2 separate regions of the Gossypium hirsutum genome follow, and region 1 is linked to region 2. The links are chromatin contacts, called in public Hi-C maps. All regions are on one chromosome and are shown on one strand. The core of a region is the stretch at or near the end of the contact, and the rest is flanking DNA. Distances in the headings are between cores, read along the strand shown. Region 1 has its middle 21 kb from the start of LOC107890213. Region 2 has its middle 13 kb from the start of LOC107889932.

What was found. A called contact is a pair of places that touch in the nucleus more often than the background predicts.
Region 1: a Hi-C map of leaf shows a contact between it and region 2, with 2.3 times the contacts expected there. The contact joins two enhancer-like sites. A contact is called at or near these places in 3 of 34 Hi-C or Micro-C datasets (hypocotyl and leaf).

Annotation. Positions count from the first base shown.
Region 1 is chrA09:13,252,705-13,259,664 of Gossypium_hirsutum_v2.1, forward strand. No RefSeq gene overlaps it. Among protein-coding and RNA genes, the nearest start is that of LOC107890213, 21 kb to the left of the region's middle. Within about 2 kb of position 4,642, at least 1 of the 9 cell types and tissues checked has an H3K27ac peak or open chromatin away from gene starts, as enhancers often do. A contact at or near this core is called in leaf, where this site is marked.
Region 2 is chrA09:12,976,821-12,983,600 of Gossypium_hirsutum_v2.1, forward strand. No RefSeq gene overlaps it. Among protein-coding and RNA genes, the nearest start is that of LOC107889932, 13 kb to the left of the region's middle. Within about 2 kb of position 2,576, at least 2 of the 9 cell types and tissues checked have an H3K27ac peak or open chromatin away from gene starts, as enhancers often do. A contact at or near this core is called in leaf, where this site is marked.

The sequences.
Region 1 (6,960 bases), core at 3,392-5,891, 280 kb after region 2:
AGCTGTGTGGACCACATGAGCTGGGTCATTTTGACCATGTGGGCCATACGGGTGTATGTTAGGCCGTGTGTTGAGTTATACCTTGGGCTTGTAAGCTCACCCTTTTGTTTTATCCTCTCAAGTAATCAGTAAACCAAGGACTGAACAGCGTGCGAGAACTCAGGTTTGGATTTATACAATGAACGATTTAAATAAACTTCATGTTTTAATTTGGACTTTTCGGACTTAGAGACTGTAATTTGTTGTGGACTTTTCATTTTGTTTTTACTTGTTTTTCAGGACTAAGTAGTATTATAATTCCATCTGCAAATTGATTTGTTACAAATTAAACCCTGGTTTTCAAAACCTTATAATTTAGTAAATTTCGTTGCATAATGAGATGATCTCTTAAATGATTTCTTGTAGTAAAGTAACGATTTTAACAAGGTTTTTTTCCCTAAAATTGGAAAACGATATATCAAAGTTAACACTGATTTGCCACATGATTTCAAATTCAATTTTGAGTTTTCAAATAAGTTAATGTAATTCTTCAGGATTCAGCTATAACGTCCACACCAAGTGTGGGGTGTTACATAAGTTATATATCAGACTTTGTTTTACAATTCTAACAAAATAGGCACATCTTTTGTCACACAAATAGATAAATGTAGAGATAATGGGAAAATAGAATAGAGAAAGTTGTTAATGTAATTCAAGCTTAAACTAAATCTATGAGACATTATCCAGAGAAGAATTCCAATACTAAATCTCATGATACAAACAATGGTTTAAGCTCAATTTATCTTAACCTCCCAGTCTTACCCAAATAAATTTAATATGAACTTTCCCCAATAAAAACAATAAGTTTTATTATTTATTTTGAAATGGTTGAAGTATAGATCGTTATATGCATAGTATGAGATAATTTATTGTTTAGTTTATAAAATAATTTTTATTTATTTATTTTGAGTTTGTTTAATAATGAATTGTATTTATAAAATTTATTAAAAATATTTTATACAATTTATGAACATTTTATATTTGAAATATTTAATATTTATAAATATTTTTATATAGATATACCAAATATTTTAAAAAATAGCAATAAATATGAATCTAAACATGTTAATATCAGTAGTATCAGTGGAAGACCTCAAGAATCTGATGGAAGGATACGAAAATGTTTGCCTTGACTTTGTGACATGTTTTTAATGGTTTAGTTAGGTTAGTTTGGTGGGTCTTGTCTTGTCTTTTGACATGTCTTTGGGGTACTTTCTGTATGAATTGTTAGGGACTAGCAATTATTTTTGGTAAAAAGAACAACAATATTTGACTTAAAATAAGAGAAAGTTTTATTAAAATAATATTGAAGTCAAAACTTTTTTTAAACATAATTTTTTTTATTGGTGTTAGTTATTGGCTATAGCTCAAAGGCAATGGACACGTTAAATAAAAATATTTGTTAAATGCTATTTTCTCAATAAATGAATTAACTTAAATTTCACACTCAAAAAAAAAAAAGCAAATATTTGAGATGTAATACTATAAAGAGATAAAGTAATATTTAATTCTTAAATTTGATAAATTTTATCAATTTAATCCTTAAATTTAACAATTTTTTCAAATTTGACCTTAAATTAGATTTTTTTTAAGGCGTGATGATATCACATCATCTATATATGACTAAATGTTAAAAAAAAAAAGCCATGTGGGGGATATGGTGATTCTCTCCTTTCTCTCACACTTAAAAGTCTCAACTCTCATTAAATCAAGGGATAAACATCCCATTTTTGACACAAGATTCCTTAAAACTTGATAATTTTTTTTAGTGTCTCCCAAATTTGAAATAATGTAACTCAAAGCTTATAAAAGAATATTTGATGAATGCACCACAATACTTTGATTATTGTAGTGATTAACAATTATTATATCAAATCTGAATTTTTTATTTTTTTATTTTTTGTAAAATTGAAGGTCCAATCAATTATTTTATAACATGATTAAGTATCAACAACACCCCCACATGTATAGCAAGAAAGAGACATAGACACATAATAACATAGGTGGTGGTTAGCCACGACCAACGACCGAATACAGGGGCTAAAACCTGAATGTGCATGTGTGATGGGCCCTCTATTTCAAAGACATATATTCCTCATATTTTCCATGCATGAATCTTATTATTATACCCAAAAATTCCTAAAATTTATTAAAACTTAATAACAAAAGGAAAAAAAAGTTTTAACAATAGAAGATTAAATCAAAATATGTTCAAAATAAAGTAAATTTAAGTTCGCTTAGGTAAATGGATACGTCTATACTTGGTCATATTTATTAAACTTGGTGATTTAATTATATAATAATAGAATCTATATTCAAGTGCAACCATTTAATTTGTTGTTGTTGAGTGTGTTGGTACAAGATTTAGTTGGTTGTTCCGTTAGTCAGTTCATCCTTTTTTTTTCTTTAGTATAGATGATTAGAGTAGGGAGGAGGAAGACTCTATGGTGAAAAAGAAAAAATAAAAAGCAAGATTGTCTAGAGAGCTGATGCCACCAAGAGGGTCTTTAAAAATGTGTATAAGGAAAAAAATTTTGGGTCGGATTAAAATATGTTTTATTATAATTATAAAATAGAGTGTTATATGAATGTAATAATTGATTATAGAAAAAATTTGTGACAATTCGTAGAATGATATTTCTAGATCTAAAAATTGTTGATTGCTACAAACATTTGACATTTATGATTATATTTATGGTAAAGATTGTTTAATTGTTTCATGCCATTATTTTTTTTGGGTGAATTTTCATGCCATTATTTTTACCATGATATGCACTTGAGTTTGAATATTAATATTTATTAGTGTCAACCCATTTTCCTACTTTTAATTTTCTCTTTTTTTTAATATAATAATTATATTAATAGTCCTCTAATTATTAGTAAAAAATTTATCCTCTAATTGTTAGTAAAAAAAATTTGTCATTAAATTATGAAAAGTTACAAAATGAGCACACAACTATTAATATTTTTTTAATCACTCAACTACGAAAAGTTACAAAATAATTACTCAATTATTCAATTTTGTCTTTTTTAATAACCTAACTATTATGGATTTTTGGATTATTTTTTTTACGTTAGCTAGCTGGTGATAAAAAAAATTAAATAGTTGAATGATTATTTTATAACTTTTTATAATTTAATTATCAAAGAAAAATACTAATTAATAGTTAAGTGACTACTAGTATAATTTACTCTATAAATAATTACATTTCATATATATATATACTATTATCCCCAAGAGATGATATAATAGTAAAGAACGGGTTACCTTTAGCTAGAAACTTGTGAAGATAGGAAGGCATGCCCATAGAAAGGGAAAAGGAAAAGCACAAGGAAGATACTCTCACACCTCCCATAAGATATGCTTCTTGTTGGCATTCCCAAGCCTGAGATTTTATGCGCATGGAAACTGATTTCAATCTTTCAAATCAATCACAGAGTTGCATTGTCTTTATAAATCCTAGAAACATGCATGCATGAATAGATATCATTTCATTCTTGTTTTCTTCTTCTTAATCACAAGTAGAATAATATTTGAAATATATATGGTCCATTGTCTTCTTCATTAATTATTGACGCTTTTGTTCTTTTTAGAGAGAGATTTTTTAAATCCTATACATATATATATAGAGAGAGTATAATATATTTCTTCCTTATAGCCAGAAAAACCAGGAATTATATACAATAATTAATGACCCTGAGACGTGAGAACCTTCTCTATATGGAATATAGAGCTCAGCTAGCTAAGATGTTTAGTAAATTCAGAAGAGAATATTTTTCTTTCATAGATCCAACTAAGAATTCAGTTTTTTTTTTAAATAAAGAAAAAACAAAGATCACATATTGATGAACAAATATTCCATCTTTTATTTAGAATAAACTTAAAAGATTTTTTCCAAAAATTTCATGTGATATCTGTACATAAATGCTATGTATCAATAATAAGATTAAGAGTGTATAAAGATTTTCCCTTGAAAGTTGAAACTACAAAAGATTAATATAATATGTATGTATGTATGTATGTATGTATGTATGTATGTATGTATGTATGTATGTATGTATGTATGTATAAAGGGCAATTTATAGGTTATCAACTTTTAACATATAAAGTTTTATATAAATATATAGTAAGATTTTAACTTCATCAAACTATATCTTCGAACTTGTATAATTAACAAATTAAATCATTTATGCTAACTTCGTTAAATAATTTTAAAGCTAAAGTTACCTTAGCATGCATACATATATATTATATCAACAAATGCTAAGTGTATGAAAAAAACACATTATGCATTCAAACAAACAACATAAATTCGAATTTTTGATACGAGGAAAGAATATTAAAGAAAAATACGCATGCATACTATATAATAATAGAAGTTAATATATACATACGATCGCATTTTTCAATAATAGAATTTCAACCAACAATAAAATTAAAAAGTATATATGAAATTTGATGTTAAATTAAGTAGTCTGAACTGCAAATTACCCTATGGAAATGCTATGGGCTCCATTTCTTTGGGTACCTTTACAGTGGATTTGCATGATCAGGCTTGGGCTAAATGCTTTTCTAATTGCCCCTTTTGAGAGCCCATTAATGAGACAAAGCCTAGGCTTTTTTCGCCTATACCTAACCCGAATTCTATGCTGGTTGGTCTCTTCCCATCTCATCTTGCGCCAATGAAGAAAGAGTTCAAGAGACAACACCAAGAGAATCAAATTAACCTCTAACTGCAAGAGCTTTCATCTTTTTAAAGTCTTTTCTTAGCCGACGACCTTATTCGAACCATATTTGGATTTTGATCAGAATTATAATCCTTTTAAAATGTATTTGGTTGAGTAGAAAAGCGGAAGGATGGAAAGAGGGGTTAAAAAGTAAAAAAATTAATAAATTTTAAATTTATTTGGTAAGAAAAAAAAGTAGGAGAGTTGATTATTTTTCATCTTAATACATAAAAACTAATTCTTCTATACCGGAATGATGAAATGAGAGAGAGATGTATGTCAATTCAAAATTATGTGTTTTTCAAATATTTTAATTTTTTTCCTTTCATTTTTTTAACTCTATTAATGAATAATTTTTCTATCTTTTCTATCAAGCACACCTATGAAGAGAAAATTTATATTTTTCATCTTTCTATTTTTTTACCTTTTCAAGTTTTCGATCTTTTCAAATTTTTTTCTACTCTACTAAATAAAACCTAAAGTAGATTTTATACTCCCACTAAATTGGGATTTAAATAATTAATTACAAAAATTAATTTAATTTTATTAAATAAGGCTTTTTTTAAGGAAATATATAAATATGTCTTGTTTAAATATTTTATATTTTAGTATTTTATGTATATAATTTAAAATTAATACATTATGCAAAGGTTTAAATGTAAAATTGAGCCTCAAATTATACTACCTTTACGTAGGAATCTAAACTTCTTTTTGGTCAATAATGGCACCTAAATTATTTGTTTTGTCTCATTTTAATTTAAGAGTGTGATGTGTGTCATATTTTTATTAGGTGTGATATGTTTTTAGATAGAATGAGACGAAATTAATGGTTAAAATACCCTTCTTGACTAAAAAAACAAAAAAAAAAACTTTAACTAGTTAAGTAAGAAAAGTTGTATAGTTTGAGTGCTAACTTTGTAGTTAAGCCTTATGCAAAATATGACATAATTTGGGATTGACAAAGGTTCAATGTAACCAACAGTGACAGCCAAGAATTTATTTTAGGGGAAAATTAAATTATATTTTTAAGGAGTTAAAAGTATAATTTTATTATTATATTAATATATTATTTTTAAAAAATTAAAAGATTAAACTTAATTTTACCATCTTAGGGGAGTTAAACTGCAATTAAACCATTATATTAATTTAAAAATTCAAAAATCTGTCTACAAAAATTATTGTGATAGAGTTAAAACATGACATGATGTTGAATGCATGCACTAATCCATTTAAACAAAATTTTAGTTTTAAAATTAAAATAATTTATTACTAAGATAAATTACTTAAATAATTAAAAATAAAATCATTATAGATCATGAACACAAACATATATTTTTTCTTCAAATTGAATCATGATGGTATACTAAACTCAAAATTAAATAATTAATGCATGATATAAATATAATATAAGATAAATAATTACAAAGTAATATATAAAATAAAATAAAAAATATGAATGGAATGATTAGGACAAAAAATATAAATTATTAATGCATAATATATATTTAAAATAATAAATTTATAATATTTTAAACATATTTGAAAATAACACAAATTTTTTCTTTTCAATTTTCTTTTTCTTTCTTTCTCTTCTTTCTCTCCTGTTTCTTTCCCCACCCTAACCTCCCACAACCCATAACCCAAAGAAAAAGAAGAGGCCAGGTGTCAAAAGCCCAAGTCCTTACATCTACAATAAATCTATGTATACTAGTTTTATATATGGTTATAGATAAATACTAATTTGCATGTTCATATGATTCACGATTGATTGATTATGTATATCAATTAAAATATATTTAATTATTTTATAATTTTAAAAATATAATTTTAAATAAATATTAGCTTAAATTTTTGAAACATAATTTTTGTTTAAATAATATATAGAACCGCTTAAAATTAACACACAATATAATTATTTTTATAATCTTTCAAATACTTGTTTATATAGTTTTTAAATTTTAAAATTTTCTTGGAAAAAAATTTGAAAACATATTTGTAAAGATAAATAGTTTTAAATTTTTCTTTGAAAATGTAGTACTTTAATTATAATTGTCAAATTTTTAATTAACAAATAGTAATATGAGTGATGTACATTAGGATAAGAAATTTGATGTATTTTAGGATTCTAATGTTTATTAGAAATAGAATTTTATATTATTTATATTTATGTCTATAAATAGACTTTAGAAAAAT
Region 2 (6,780 bases), core at 1,326-3,825:
ATGCATTACGTTCCAGTTTGCATTGATGGGGAGACTAATAGGAGGTTGATCGGAGAGTTTACGGATGAGGAAATTTTAAGAGCCTTCAAACAGATGGACTCGAGAAAGGCGCCGGGGATTGACGGGCTTTCGGGGAGCTTTTTCAAGGATCATTGGTATGTTGTGGGTGAAGATGTCTTAAGAATGTGTCACGATATTCTCAAGGGAAACAAGAGCGCTGAGTGTATAAATGAGACTTTGATCGTATTGATTCCTAAGATTAAGAATCCGTGTGATATGGCTAACTTCTGTCCTATTAGTCTATGCAGGGTTATTTACAAGATAGTTTCTAAGACTCTTGCTAATCGGTTAAAAGTGTCTTTCCCTCGGTGCATTAGCCAAAACCAAAGTGCTTTTGTTCCCAACAGGATGATCCATGATAATATCTTAGTGGCACATGAGCTCGTGCACTATCTCCGGAGCTCTAAAAATGGTCCAAATAAGGGTTGTGTGGTCAAGCTGGATATGAGTAAGGCTTACGACTGGGTTGAGTGGTCTTTTCTCGAGAAAGTGCTGAAGAAAATGGGGTTCTCTCATATTTGGATTAATAAGATTATGGATTGTGTTTGCACTATTCGGTATAGAGTTAAATGTAACACGATTCTATCTGATATCATTATTCCAGAAAGGGGTCTCCGACAAGGGGATCTTTTATCCCCTTATTTGTTCACTTTTTGCATGAACGCTTTATCTCGCATGTTGATTTATGCCCAAAATACTAACCAAATTAAAGGCATTCGGGCTAGTAAGGATGGCCCAAGAATTAATCACCTTTTTTTTGTTGACGATTCCCTCTTGTTTGTCAGGAACAAAAGAAGTGAAGTTGAGGTGTTTACAAAAATCCTGGACTCATTTGAGAGGATGTCGGGCCAGAGCATCAACCTGGACAAGTCAATGGTTTATTTTAGCCCTAACACTCCTGTTTCTCAACGCACATCTTTAAGTGGCTTGCTTAGAATGAAGGTGGTTGCCAACCTTGATAGTTATCTCGGTCTACCCATTCCGATTGGTAAGAAGAAGTCAGCGACTTTTCAAAGTATCTTAGATCGTGCCGCTAGTAGGATTGAGAGCTGGTCAAAAAGATTACTTTCGTATGGTGGAAAGGAGATTTTCATCAAGTCTATCCTGCAGTCTATTCCTACTTACGGGTTCTCTGTTTTCTTTGTTCCTAATGGCGTCTTGGAGGAGCTTCAATCTTTGATTTTCCGTGTGTGGTGGGGGGAAAAGAAAATAAAAGAGGCTGGCATATATTATCTTGGGACCGCTTGTGTTACCCTAAAGGAATGGGGGTCTCGGGTTCCAGGATTTGAGGCGCTTTAACGTTGCGTTGTTAGGTAAGCAAGTGTGGCGTCTTATGTGCTATCGGGACACTTTGTGCTTGAGAGTTTTGAGCACAAAATACTTTCCAGATGGGGATGTCTTTCATCCTAAGCGGATTGACAAACCATCTTTTACTTGGCAAAGCATTACAAAAGCGGCTAGTTTACTGTACGAGGGCTTCGGGTGGAATGTCGGTAAGGGAAGCAGGATTGATATTTGGCACGACAGGTGGGGTTTTGAAGGGCTTTCGGGTGACTCGATTGGGCTGCGCAGGAGGGAGGTCCAAGAGGAAAAAATGTGTGACTTGCTGAACAGTGAGAAAGATGACTGGAACGAGGGACGGGTAATTGCGATCTATGGTAAAGACTTGGGGGACCAAATATGTAAAATCCCCATTATTCATAATGGCCCTGAGGATTCTCAGATCTGGTTCCATAACCCCTTTGGCTCTTACTCGACTAAGTCTGCTTATTCCTGGCTGACGTTGAAGCATGTAGCGTTTGGCCCTCGTCGGGTTTTTTGGAAGATCACGTGGAAACTACAGACTCTTTCTAAGATTAAGATTTTTTGTTGGCGTTTGGGACACGACATTCTGCCTACATACGAGAATATATCCAACATTAGAAGGGAGTTTAATAGCAATTGTCCAAGGTGTGGGACTGTTATGGAGACTCTAATTCATGCTATGAAAGACTGTCCTAAGGCTAGAGCGGTGCTGGCTTATGAATGACTGAACAATAACTTGTTGGAAGGCTGCTACGATCGGTGTGTGGACTGGCTTGAGGATGTGGCTCGTGCACTGGACAAGAAGGCTTTTTCTGATTTCATAACGGTGCTTTGGAATATTTGGAACAGCCGCAACAATAAAGTTTTTCGGGATGTAGAGGAGGAGGCCAGAATGACTTGGGAAAGGGCTGCTGGGTTAAGCCGTGAATTTTGTATTTTTAACTTCCTGGAAAAACCGATGATTCCTAAGCCGATTATGGAAAAAGGGTGGGCGAAGCCCGGTCTGGGAGTGATTAAGATAAATTTTGACGCTACTACGATGGGAAGAAAGATGAGTTTTGGGCTTGTGGCGAGGGACCATGATGGTTTTGTCCTAGGCGGTCGAGTGGGCGTGTTGGAGAAGAACGTCCAAGCCGAGTGGGCCGAGTTTTATGCACTGGAAGAAAGCTTGAATTTTGCGCGGACAAAAAATTGGCGTAAGTTGGGGTTTGAGTTTGATTGTGTAAGCCTGGTGAATCGGCTAAATAGGATGACGGTTGACTTTTCAACCATGGGCTACTGCATCAGGGAAAGTATTAAAATATTGGATCCATGTGTTTACTTTAAATTTGTTTGGGCTCCACGCTGTTGTAATAATGCGGCTGATTACCTTTGTAAATGGGCTACTGCTCAGAATGGTATTACGGATTTTGACGTGGATTATCCTTTGGAAATCCATGATATTATTTTAAGAGATGCAATAAATTGAGGTTGACCTTCGGGTCTTTTTCTATAAAAAAAAAATGTCGCCTGGTAGTAGTTTGTGAGCTTAAGCAACTTCTTATTGCTAACGTCCCAGATATTGTTTTTCTTTGTGAGACTAAAATCAAATCTAATGGTTTCCAACGTATTCGCAATTTATGTAGGATGGAGGGCTGTCTTGCGGTCGATTCGAAGGGAAAGAGCGGGGGGCTGGCGTTAATGTGGAGAGCAAGCGTGAATGTCTCGATCCAGAACTATTCAAAATTCCATATCGACTGACTGGTTCGACTGGAGGATGATGCGGTGATTAGATTTACTGGCTTTTATGGCCAGAGCGATTCTAGTCAAAGACAGCAGGCCTAGAACATGTTGAGAAGAGTAAGCGATAAGCTTACTGAAGGCTGGATTGTTAGGGGTGACTTCAACGCCATCCTGAATGACTCGTAAAAGGAGGGTGGCCGGTGTAAACCTAAGATTTTGATGTTAAACCTTGTAATGGATGGTTTATGTGGACTAACAATAGGGAAGGAGATCGGCTCGTGAAAGAGAGGCTGGACAGATTCGTTGTCTCTGATGCTACCATGGAGAAGCTTCCCTTTCTTACTTCCTTCATCGTTCGCCAGTCCAAGTCTGACCACGAGGCTATCATGATGGATTCAGAAGGTAGTAGACCCAACAAGGCGAAGGCTGGTCAAAGGGCTTGGTTTAGATATGATACTTGCTGGGCGGATGAGCAGGAGCTTAAAGACATCATTTCAAGTATTTGGTCGAAGAAGGATTGTTCTATGATAGATAAAATGGACCTGACTCGTGATAAGTTGGGTCCGTGGCTATATCATCGCTTTAGAAGAATGACGAACAAAATCAAAAAGTTGGAGAAGGAGATTAGTCAGCTCATGGATGGCGGTTCGAACGAGTGGACCACGCGTTAGCTTAAACAAGCTCGTGGAAAGCTTGGCTATCTTTATGATGTTGAGGAAAAATACTGGGCTCTTAGGGTGCGCTCCCAGTGGCTGAGGGAGAGGGATAGAAATACTCGTTATTTTCACGTTCGGGCGTCGGGTCGTAGAAGGAAGAACAATATTTCGAAACTTAAATATTTGCAAGGGACTTGGCATGATGACGAGGAGGAGATTGGCTATATTGCTTGGAATTACTTTAATGATATTTTTAAGACTTCATGCAATATTGATGTTGATAGAGACATGCAGCACATTCCTAGATGCATTGATGAGGATACAAACCGTAGGCTGAATGATGCTTTTACGGACGAGGAGATTATGAAAGGTTTTAAACAAATGGACCTTCGAAAGGCGCCGGGGATTGATGGGCTATCGAGGCATTTTTTCAGGATCATTGGTTTATTGTGGGTGATGATGTTTTACATCTTTGTCATGATATTCTTAAGGGCGAAAAAAGTGCTAGTTGTGTTAATGAGACTTTGATTGTTTTAATCCCTAAGATTAAAGATCCTTGTGAGATGGTTAACTTCCGTCCTATTAGTTTGTGTAGGGTGATTTATAAGTTGGTCTCTAAGACTCTTGCTAACCGGCTTAAGGAGGTCCTCCCTGTGTGCATAAGCCAGAACCAAACCGCCTTCGTCCCCAACCGAATGATCCACGACAACGTTCTAATTGCCCACGAGTTGGTGCATTACCTCCGTAGCTCCAAAAATGGTCCAAACAAAGGATGTGTGGTCAAGCTCGACATGAGTAAAGCTTATGACCGGGTGGAGCGGCGGTTGCTCGAGAATGTGATGATAAAAATGGGCTTTTCCTCTGTTTGGGTTAATAAAATTATGGATTGTGTTTGTACTGTTCGTTATAGGGTCAAATGCAATATGAGTCAGTCTGATGTTATTATTCCGGAGAGGGGTCTCCGTCAAGGGGACCCGCTTTCTCCTTATTTGTTTCTTTTCTGTATGGAGGCCCTGTCTCGGATGTTAATTCATGCGCAAGAGACCCATTTGATTAAGGGCATTCGGGCAAGTGTTAACGGTCCAAGAATTAACCATCTCTTCTTTGCTGATGATGCCCTTTTGTTTGTTAGGAATAAATAAAGTGAGGTGGTGGCGTTTACCCAGATATTGGAGTCTTTTGAACGTATGTCGGGGCAGTGTATCAACTTCGACAAGTCTATGGTGTACTTTAGTCTGAATACCCTTGTTTCTCAGCGTGAAAGTTTGAGCCGTCTTCTTAAAATGAGGGTGGGGTCCAACCTTGATGCTTACCTTGGTCTGCCCATTCCGGTTGGGAAGAAGAAGTATGACGCCTTTAAAAGTATCTTGGAGCGAACGGCTAATAGGATTCACAGTTGGTTTAAGAGGCTTCTATCTTATGGGGGGAAGGAGATTTTCATAAAAGCTATCCTTCAAGCCGTTCCTACTTATGCGTTCTCTATTTTCTTGGCTCCCAATGGTGATTTGGATAAGATTCTAGCCATGCTTAGTCAGGTGTGGTGGGGAGGAAATGAGAATACTTGTGGCTGACCTGGGGTAGAGCTGCTGCTTTATGCGAAGATTTTCGTATCTATAATTTCTTGGGAAGGCCGATGCTTCTGAAACCAGAGATTGAGAGAGGCTGGAGGAAACCCAAGTAGGGGTTTGTCAAGATTAATTTCGATGCCAATACGGCTGGGAGGAAGCTATGTTTCGGTTTTGTGGTGAGGGACCATGATGGCTTTGTTCTCGGTAGCCGTGCAGGTGCGCTGGAGAAGAACGTTCACGCTGAATGGGCCGATCTGAAACACTCTGGAGGAGAGCATCAGTTTTGCGATGACTAAAAATTGGGATAAGCTTGTTTTTGAAACCGACTGTGTGAGCTTGATTAATCGGTTTAACAAAGCAAAGGTTGACCACCATGGGCAATCGCATTAAGGAAATTCTTATCATGCTAAAACAGTATTGTAATTTTCGCTTTAGTTTTGTTTGGGCCCCGCGTTGTTGTAACAAAGCGGCGGACTTGCTTTGTAGGTGGGTTAATGAACAGAATTGTATAACGAGTTTTGATATGGACTACCCAACGGTGATCCATGATGTTATTTTAAAGGATGCAATAATATGAGGGTTGGCCTTTGGGTCTTTTTATCAAAAAAAAAAAGAATGTCGCCTGGTAGTGCCTGGTAGTCTGGTAGTAGATTAGCGTGTTTTCTCCAAGATTTAGGCGATTTGCTTTCTTGGTTTGTTTTTATGTGTCTGCCCGTATTCGTCTGAATATTGTGGCAGTTTGAAGGGGGCTTTGGGTGTGCGTATGGAGTGGGTCTGCCATCTTTTGTTTGCGTGCCTTCTTTCGGTGGTGTTTCGGTGCATGTACTTGGACGTGGCGAACCTCTGTCGAAGTTAGCCGCTGGAACAGGTGTTATCTTGATGATTTTCTTGTTTTTTGGCGGTGTTGTTTGTCCTTTTCGCGGTTCTTTTTCTGCTTTGCATGTCCTCGACGTTTTTCGATTGCCACTATTCATGGTCTTTGTGCATGTCTACGTTTTGCATTATTTGCGGGGGCGAGTTAATCAAAGATGCACGAGAGATTGTGTGTGGTGACGACACGTTGGTTTCTTTCTTTTTAGTCCTATCAAACCTAGTTTGATTGTTTAGTTCTTCGTGTTTTTCAAGATTTTGTCATTTTCTTTTTGTTTCTTTATTGTCTTTTCCTTCATCCAGTGAGGGTTTGAGTTTTTGTTCGTCTTTTGCATGGTTTGGTTCACGTTGCATGTAAACCATTATTGGTTGTTTTGATTATTTTTTCTTTCTTTGACTTTTCTACGAGTTTCTTGTAGGGTCTATGTCATTTTTTTTGCTGGATTTTTTGCATGGTTTCTGGTGTTTTCAGAGTTTTCTTTGTGTTATCTGTTTTTTTCTGAGTTTTTCTTTCATTTTTTCTGCTTTGTTTAAATTAGATTTTCTGGGTTTTGGCTGTTTCTTTATGAGGATGCATATTTTTTCTTCTTGTTTCGATA